3 separate regions of the Mus musculus genome follow, and all the other regions are linked to region 3. A link is a contact called in public Hi-C data. All regions are on one chromosome and are shown on one strand. Each heading gives the region's core, a stretch centred on a gene start, on an enhancer-like site or on the middle of the called end of the contact. The rest is flanking DNA. Distances are from core to core; before and after follow the strand shown. Region 1 has its middle 7.4 kb from the start of Gm33410. Region 2 overlaps Bnc2 (basonuclin 2). Region 3 overlaps Ccdc171 (coiled-coil domain containing 171).

Region 1 (3,061 bases), core at 87-2,586, 270 kb before region 3:
TTTGAGGGTAGATTTTTCTACCCCCCACTAGCCAGAGAGAGCCTTCCAGAATTTCTCCTCCACTGTTTCTCAGAGGGATATAGTGTTATTGTCAGGGAATTGTGTTCAGTAACAGGATTCCTTCATAATTAGGGAACATGTTCATTTTGGTGATACTATTTCCCCAGGGACTCTGGGTATCTTAATTGCATGAATGGGTTTTCTTTCCTGTTTTGTGTCTGCTATTATTTCTCATGTTTTTCTTCTTATAGGGGATGGGATAAATGAAGCACACCTATGAGCAAGGTCTCTGATTTAAGGACCAGAGCATAAAACACACAGCACTTCACCATCCCCGGTGACCAGCAGATTGCCCGGGAGGCTCCATCTCGGTTTCTCCCTAGACAGACTAACACACTTATTCCATCAGTTGATTTTGTTGATTCTAAGCCACACAAGGCACTAGAAAAGCTGTATTTTGTGGTCATCCCAGTTTGCCTATGAAAAGCAGATGACACAGTTGTATGGCACTGACTTCTCTCACGAGGGTTAGTTTGAAAGCCGTCTGTGTTTATTTACTTTAAGGGAGAAAGTGGTGAAGGAAACAGCAAGCTGGGTGTGTTGTGAAGGCTTCAGGCTCTGTGCAGCTCCTTCCTGTGACTTCCTCGGGACAGAGAAGGGAAGACACTGGCCCGCCATCGTAGGTGGCTTGCTCCCTACACTGAATGGACTCTCCCTTACTTCTTTCTCCCAAGCTTCCCCCCCCCCCCCAATCCACTCTTTGGGTCCAGACCAGTTGTCCTCAGGATGGGAGAAAAATATTGGGGCCTCGCTGACAGCCCTGGGGACAGATCTGGGTCCTAAGCAGATGGTTTCTGCCAGGGGAGGGGAGGGAAATTCCTGATACAAAAACAAGATAACTGAGAGAGAAAGAGAGAGAGAGGCAAGAGCCAAAATCATGCCCGGAATGTAGGGAATTCACAGGGATGAGAAAGAAGATGCAAACAATGTACAGAGTGTGAGGGGGCCGGCTCCCATCTCCACCTCTGCTTTATTCTCTCCGAACAAGCAACCTGTCTCTTCCAAATGGACAGTGGCAAGCCCTCAGGCACTCCTGGCCACCTTATTTCTGACTGGCCGTGAACTTACGGGATCATGCTGCCTGTGTGTGAGAACATGTGTACGCGGTGCAATTAAAAAGGAAGTCAGAAGACGGAACAAATCAATGGCTACCGATTCATAATAAGTTCCTTTCTATATATTTATTTATTTTCCTTTTAGCCACTAAAGGAGCAACAGCAAACTTGCAGCGAGCAGTTGTTGCCAGAGGGTGAATCATGGCTATATTGATTTGATTATGTAAAAGCTCAGAGGAACCTCAAGCCAGATACAGAAATATCTCATAGCCCTGAACCCTACGGGACACACACTAGTAAAAAAGCAATCTTTATATTGTTCCTGATAAAAGCATCATTAGTTTCCTCATAGTGAAACCATTTCTCTGCTGATACAGTATATGGTTTTCTTTTCCTCTAGAATCCACTCAGACATAATTAACACTCAGTTACTAGACTTGAGGCTCCCAGGAGTGCCCTGCTAAAGTTAGGGAGGGGTTAAGAGTTAGAGATGGTCAGGAAGAAAGACTGAGACAGGGTGGTAACAGAGGGAGAAAGGAAGGGGCTGAGAGGAGATGAGGGAGGAGAAAGAGGGAGGTCGAGGCAGGTGGGGGGAAAGTATGGAATTTCCCCTTTTCTGTGGTTTTGAGCATCCCCCTGCCTGGCTTGCACAGCTGTAAGCGCCGGCGCGGTGGCGCCCTCTGCTGGGCGAGTTTATCCTCCCAGCTTTGGAGCCCCACAGCCGGGAAAGCCCCATTCTGCACAACACTCTTCCATACTTAGGTGCTTTGCTTCCTTAAGAATAACACTTCAGACATCACCTTCCAGGGAGGCGTCTTGAATGGTGCCTCTGCAGACAGACAAAAGCTGACGACACATGCGCTGTCTGCTACAGCTGCAGGAGCAGCAGCAAAGCTCCATTGCCTTTAAAGATGGGGGTAAAACGCCTGACTGAAGCATTCCTGGAAATAACAGGGTGGAGTTTGCTGGGTCCAGACATTTTAAGGGTTGAGGAAATGGAAGTTGGGAGCAACAAAGACTCCTGCTTTTAGGGCTTCAGGTCCTGCCTAAGGGACGTCTTGGCCACCTGTGGCCTAGAGAACCCACATAGCAGAGAACTCTGATCTCAGCCTGGGCTTCAGTTTTGTCAAGAGAATAGAAACGCCCAGCGTGCTGACCAGCCTGTGCACTGCTAAACAAATAATGACCCTCTCTGAAAAGGAAAATTGTTGATTTAAAAGTCTTAGATTGGAGGGTTTGAATGTACACAGCAGGAAGAAACCAGGTCCCACTGGAAGTTTACGCTAGCATCCTCTGTTTATGTTAGAAAGCCTATGGCAATACACACATATACACAGTGGCCACGAAAGCATAAATAAACAAAGGAACACTTTTCACACATAGGGACACAACCAGAACCACATGGTTACAAACTTTCAAACTCCAGCATGTCTTAACACAATCTCAGAGCGGTGGCAGCTTGCTCCTTAGCCCTGTCCTCAAGTCTTTTCCTCTGTTTAAACAAAGCTGGTGCATGAGGGTGGGAGTGGGGGAGCATGAAGTGGAAAATCCCCAGATTATCTAGGACCCCACTGTTCAACACTGGGGGCTCAGCCCGATGCCGCTTCCCAGACAGCAGAGTCCCCGTGCTCTCGGAGACACCTGTCTGTTGAAGACTTTACCCAGATCACAGGGGATTAAAGAGAGGAAAAAAAAAACTTCTCAGAGAACTTAAGATGCACACCACAGAAGACTGGTGAGCTTAGTGGCCAGTAGGATATGGGTTCTGAGTCACCTCAACGCATTTGGTAGTAGTGTGCCTTCATCTCACCGTCTGCAAACAAACGATAATGGCAGAAGTCCCTGCCTTACAGCCCTTACACTCATAAAGTGGGCAGATGGTTCAGATTCCTTCAGAGTGGTATTCGGCATATGGTAACCACCACGTGAAGAGTTTTGTCAAGTAA
Region 2 (2,848 bases), core at 22-2,521, 480 kb before region 3:
AATATTCTTCAAATGGCTATTAACCCCGGGTCTTTGAATCTCACGAGGACGGTATTTTTTATGACAGTCAGTGGTTTGAACTGACCGATTAGAGGGTCTGACAATAGGTCTTTGTTAAAGCCAAGCGGTCCATTTGGTAGAGTGAGAACGCTAACCTGAGGAACAGGACCAGTTCCTGCTAGGAACCTTGGTCAGCCCACTTTCCTGCTCTTCTTCCAACCCCAGCAATAGCATGGCAAAGACTCCCAAGTCCAAGGCATGGGGCTAAACCAGCAGGCTTCCCCCAGCCCATTCTCCTCACCCCATCCATGTGTTTTGCATATGGCATTTGGGAAGATTATTAAACAAAAATGAAATAGATTAAGAAGTGAACATAAAAGAATCAATTCTCTTGAACTGTGGTTGCATAATGGAAATCGACTGCTGTGAATGAACCCATGCACTGAAGTTATGAACAGCAAAGTTAATGCACTGCCATGAGTTCATCTTTATTATTACATTACACCTGAATCAATTGATAAAGTAGCTTTTTTTTTGTAAGCGAGAGATGGCACTTAATTGAATAAAAGTCAATGTAATTATATTAGCAGAGGCCAACAGTACTGCTGACAGCGGAAAAGGGACACTGTTGCACCGAGTGCCAGAGCTGGTCTCCACATTTCTGCACATCGTTTGGTTGACAGATATTGAGGGCTGGTACATCATCTAATTAGATTACAGTCCTCTTGTGCTGCATGTGAGAAATGAAGAGAAAAATCTCTTCCTGGTAACATATCAGTGGAGATGTGTAAATTCACAAGTCATCTTATGGCAGAGGTGTCCCTCTGGGTGATCAGCATACCCTCTTGTCAATGTTAATTTATTCTTTCCTATTCAGTCTGTCTTGATGCAACTTTTGTGTGTCTGGCTGCTGTTTTCTCAGCAGCGAACCTAGGAAGTGCAGTGACTGCGGATGTGTGAGCAACAGCACAGAGGTCTAGACTGCAGTCAGATGTGTGCTTATGAAACTCGGAAAGGGTGGGTGTTAAAAGTAATGAGTGACGATAGGGTTTCATGAGCTGCTTACAGTTGGCAGACTGTTTTATCAATAGAGGAGCGATACACATTTTAACTATCTCCACGTTCCTTCTTGTTAAGCCCTGGTGGTATGTGTCTCCCCCGCATGACATTCTAAGAACTTCATGGTAGGCACTTTCTGCACTCTGCTTAGCAGTGTACACTTGAGTCACCTGACACCAGGGACAAGTGGCAGGGGGGTGTTAGGGGAAGAGAGGGTGAATGTCAGAACAGGACTGTGGTGACAACATCTGTTTATCTACATTCATACATCCGCACACTGCATGCATCTGTTTGGAACTCATTTATGGATGATGCTGATGCTGTAAATTCGGTTTTAGCTCATTTGATTTATGGTTTTTGGAATATTCAGGTGATCTGAAAATCAAGACAACATACAGATGATCACTTATGACAGAAAATAATTTTGAGATCAGACAATTTAAATCCCTATTTTATTGTTTAAGTTTTTTAAAACCGGATGCCTAGAATGTGAATTTGTTTTCTCTCTCTCTTTCTCCCTCTCTCTCTCTCTCTTTCTCTCTCTCTCTCTCTGTCTCTCATTCTTGCTTTCTTTTGTGATCGATTTAGCAAAAGATTAGAAAGCTGATCTTATTGTCACAAGGTAAGCTCAGCCTTCCCAAGTGCAGCGTGGAGAGGGCTGCCCCCCTCTGCCCCCTCCACCCAGAGTGCTGATTGTCTCATGTGGAAAGGTGGGACACCTCTCCCTCCTTTCTGGTCCTGGAGGCACATACCTCTCACACATCTCTAGGAAATGTTAGCTATACTTGGTGCCAATTGAAGTGGCTTTTCATTATAAGTAGGAGGTCTCATGAAGTTAATGCTGGCCGTTTAGGTCATTTCTACTATCACAATTAACTTCTCTAAGATGCCAGCTTCTGACGCTGGCAAGTTTTATTTCCTGTTTCTATATCACTTTATTTTTTGGAGGGTAGCTTTCAATTTAGGGACTTGGCAAATATCTGAGCATTTGCAGGTGGAGAGAGGTATATGCCCAAGGGCGCTTTAAAAGTCAACGGGGGATGTAAATACAAGGCAATGTTTTCAGATAAACAGTGACATGGACTTTTCAAGTGAGATCCCTATAGATGCTCTGGGAATGAATCTCACCCTTTTAAACACAAGCAAAGCTTTCGGTGAGGTTTTGCTTGTCAAAGCAAGGGTTCTATTTGTCAAATAAAGGGAATATATGTCATTGTGTTTGAATTTTTTTAATTTACTGTGCATTAATTTTATCCTTTTGGATTTTTTATGGGGGGAGGTAGGGGCCGGATATTTTAGAAAATAGCAGCTTATGCTTTAAAGAATTAAACCTTGAAATAGCATTATTTTATGAAGACAGTTCAATACTATAAAATGTAGTAACTTTTGAAAAAATAAATGTATTTTACTATTAGATTTGACTGGAATTCCAGATAGGTTCAAGAAAGGATCTCTTAACTATTTGAAGTCACTAATTTGCTAAGACTTTTTTTTTTAACTATAAACATGAAATACAGGAGAGTGAGGAGGAAAATTTTTTTTTAAAGTTAAACCTAAATTACGTACACCATTTACGTTTTGAAAATGCTCATCTTTTTACACAGTATTTGCTGCACCAGGAACAGTTTATTTGCTGTTCTTTTCCGATTTTAAGTACATTTAGACTGTTCCATTGAGACGAGGAGAGAATTTCCATTCTTTTACCCTGTTTCATGTTTATTCTCCTGCTCTTATTTAATGTATAAGCTGTCTGCTGCGAGGTCCTCTGTGGCTGACACACTAACAGGAA
Region 3 (3,111 bases), core at 168-2,667:
ACATGGAGACTCTCTAATGAAGTACTCATAAACACATATTTATGAAATGTACTACATTTCCAGAGGTAGTTATTATACACTAAGTCTTAAAACAGTTTCATTAGACAGATGGAAAGATTCGCAGTTTTTATACAGTATGAGCCTAGACATAAGACATGAGAACCAAGTCATTTAGGAGCATGCACAACTGTGACAGAAGCCGAGTCCTGGTGACCCTGGCAAGCGTCTGGAATTCCTTCACCCAAGTGTATTGTGAGCTTCCTGGACTCTGAGCTCTGAGCTCTCAGGTGGCAGCCATCAGCAAGGCTAAGTTCCTGAGCACTTGGGGCGTTCCTGTTTGTGGACATCTGCCAAATTCTCCGCGGTTACACTATCTGTTACCACCCAGGAGTGTGAGCCTACTCGGCCATCGTACTAACACCGAGTTGGGAACGTCTTCTTTCTAGAGATGAAGGGACCAAAATAGAAAAGTCATGAAACATACTTAGTTAGCCCTCTTCTGGATTTCTATTCCTCTGTGTTTTCTACACAAATGAAATTGCATTTTATAGGAAGACCCTACTTCAATTCTTTCTTTTTGTCATCTTAAAGTACAAACCCACACAAGCCCGTGAACAATGCTTTGCAGAAAGTATACAGCATGCATGACTAAGAGCAGAGCGGCCTGGTGATGCTGCTCATTAGACGTCTGGTCTATTAACATCTTCCTTCCTCTCGATGGACTTTAGCCCCTCATAAAACAGCACCCATTGCTGGCGGGCAGCACGCTAAGACGGAAGCAGAGAGCTGGCCACTCACAGACCCTGCAGAGATTCAGCGAGGCTGTGCCGCACACAGCAAACACTTCATCACACGTCAGCTACAGTTGGCGTTTGGTGTCTGTCTGCTTCTTATCACTGAATGGTAACGGAGTGAAATGTTTATTGGTCACTTGTCAATATTCGCTAGATATTGCCAGCATTACAGATCAAAGTTACTTAAAGACATCCTCGGGAGTGTAAGACGATAAAGGTCAGGTATTGCCTTCAGAGAGTTGAGCAGAAAGTTTTCATCACTGGGTCCTCTGCATTCATGCTGGCCATTTCTGTTAAAGCTTCGGTCTGTAGGGTTTGATTTTTCTCAGCATTACAGTAAAAGCTTGAAAGGCTATTAATTGGAATATGAAAACATGGTCTTAAACGTGCCATAGGCTCCACTGAGGCCATGACCCCCCTGGAAAACTCACCTGACATAAAAAGTGAACAGGAAGTTAAGGCAGACTGTACTTGGTAAAGGACTTAAAGCGCTAGAAGAAACTATGAAGAAAGGATCCTAAGGAACCATTCCTCGAAATGAAACATATAAACACCTTATAGCAGTGAAAGGAGCGCCTGTTGCTCCCCCACCCTCGCGGGGCTTCAGCGGGATGGGATGACGTCACCGGCCCTGCCTGCTTCCGCCACACACTCTCTGTTCGCTGCCTCCTTCGTTCCTGTTACAGGCCTGGAAAACCGCTACATTCCACTTTGTAAAACAGAAACCGGGGCACAAAGCTAGCATTTCTACTGGTACATCAAAAATATACCTGCGCTCTAGTTTTTTTTTTTTTTTTTCTAGTACTATTCACAAAAGTGAAGATACAGAATCAACCTAGGGTTCCACAACAAATAAATGGATCAACCGCATAGTTTATATACATGGTAGAGTATTGTTAGCCAATAAAATGCAATATCCTGTCAATAATAATACTCATAAATAGAAAGGGTTAATGTCCTGGCAACACAGATGAACCTGGAGGGCATTATGTTCAGTGAGGGAAGTCAGGCACAGCCAGCCAAAGCCACATGTTTTCACTCCTGTGTGGCAGTTAAATGAGATGCTTTCGGTAGGGAGGGAATAGTGATTTTTGCCAGACCTGGGAAGTTAAGAGGAGTGGGTGCCAAAGTTCTGTAGCACGGGGCAGTGGATGGAGTTTCTAGTCCTTCACTATGTATGTCCAAATCACTAGAAGAAAGGATTCTGACGTTCCCGACACAAGCAGTAGTGTCTGAGGTGATGGCATGTTCCTCATTGTCCTTATTCGATCATTACTTACTGCTACTTATTGCATATATGCATGAAAATATTATACTACAGAAGTATACATAATCACTATGTGCCAATTATAAGTTTTTTAAATATAAAATTCCTAAAAATATGGAGCTATAGTGAGCACACACATTATCCTGTACAAAGTTGAAAGCACATTTTTCATATTATTTGGTGATTGAACAGGAAAACGTATCTGTGAATTTGTCTATGATATAGCATACACTATGGCCCACGCAGATGTCTAATGAGTATCTTCTAAGTGGTATGAAAACATAAGTTTCCAAGGTTTTACTCCTCTCAGTGTCACATAGGCTGTTTAACTCCTCAGTGTCAGACTGACCACTTCGGCTTTGCAGTCAGCTACTTTGAGACTTAAATTTGTTCTACCACCTACTAGATTCTGATCTGAGGAGAATTACCTGCTGTGGGTGTTGTTTTCCAATTTTAAAATGGAGATACTGCCACTTGTTTGACAGTCCCATTAGAGAGCTCTGTGAGTTGACAGGGGCTGGCACATGGAAAGTTCGCTGAAATGGAAGCTGCCATCAGCGGCAGCGGCTGGGGCAGTGGCGGCAGCAGCTGCAGCAGCAGCGGCAGCAGCAGCCACAGCAGCAGCACCAATTTTATTGTTTCCTACTTTCCTAACTACCTGTTTATTACTAAGCTACAATGCACCCTATGGATCTCCTCAGAAAACTCACCTGAGCATTTAGGAATATGACAACACATACAACCATTGGCAGAGTTGAACAAAAGTCCCTGGCATGTCTCTCTTGCTAGTCCTTAGCTCACAACCACAGAGAATTCATGTTTTCATCCCCCAAAGTATTACTATTACTATTATTAGTATTCTAAGTTTCCTTCTAAACCAACAAAATCTAGTTTGGGGAAAATCTTTATTCGTGAATTTTGATAAGAGGCAACCCTTGGAAGAACAAATCTAGGACACCAAATAAAGGATTCTTTTACACTTATTCGAAAAATCTCAAATCATATTGTATTCATATCTGTAATAAATTGATGAATACTGATAATCAAATT

The links. A called contact is a pair of places that touch in the nucleus more often than the background predicts.
Region 1: a contact with region 3 is called in a Hi-C map of the N1E-115 cell line, with 11 times the contacts expected there. The contact joins two enhancer-like sites. A contact is called at or near these places in 2 of 39 promoter capture datasets (the 3T3-L1 cell line and hippocampal neurons), 58 of 484 Hi-C or Micro-C datasets (the C2C12 cell line, the C3H10T1/2 cell line, the HL-1 cell line and 27 more), 1 of 115 datasets of contacts at active chromatin or transcription factors (astrocytes) and 3 of 9 other capture datasets (embryonic stem cells, embryonic tail and embryonic trunk).
Region 2: a Hi-C map of the N1E-115 cell line shows a contact between it and region 3, with 9 times the contacts expected there. The contact joins two enhancer-like sites. A contact is called at or near these places in 1 of 39 promoter capture datasets (the 3T3-L1 cell line), 1 of 15 datasets of contacts at CTCF or cohesin (the NIH/3T3 cell line), 6 of 484 Hi-C or Micro-C datasets (the N1E-115 cell line, myocytes, palatal mesenchyme and 1 more) and 2 of 9 other capture datasets (embryonic tail and embryonic trunk).

The regions. Positions count from the first base shown.
Region 1 is chr4:84,063,561-84,066,621 of GRCm38.p6, reverse strand. No RefSeq gene overlaps it. Among named protein-coding and RNA genes, the nearest start is that of Gm33410, 7.4 kb to the left of the region's middle. Within about 2 kb of position 1,336, at least 18 of the 459 cell types and tissues checked have an H3K27ac peak or open chromatin away from gene starts, as enhancers often do. A contact at or near this core is called in the N1E-115 cell line, where this site is marked.
Region 2 is chr4:84,276,739-84,279,586 of GRCm38.p6, reverse strand. The region is part of intron 6 of Bnc2 (basonuclin 2); the gene reads left to right. Among named protein-coding and RNA genes, the nearest start is that of Gm33597, 57 kb to the right of the region's middle. Within about 2 kb of position 1,271, at least 4 of the 459 cell types and tissues checked have an H3K27ac peak or open chromatin away from gene starts, as enhancers often do. A contact at or near this core is called in the N1E-115 cell line, where this site is marked.
Region 3 is chr4:83,796,472-83,799,582 of GRCm38.p6, reverse strand. The region is part of intron 24 of Ccdc171 (coiled-coil domain containing 171); the gene reads right to left. Among named protein-coding and RNA genes, the nearest start is that of Gm42309, 44 kb to the left of the region's middle. Within about 2 kb of position 1,417, at least 12 of the 459 cell types and tissues checked have an H3K27ac peak or open chromatin away from gene starts, as enhancers often do. A contact at or near this core is called in the N1E-115 cell line, where this site is marked.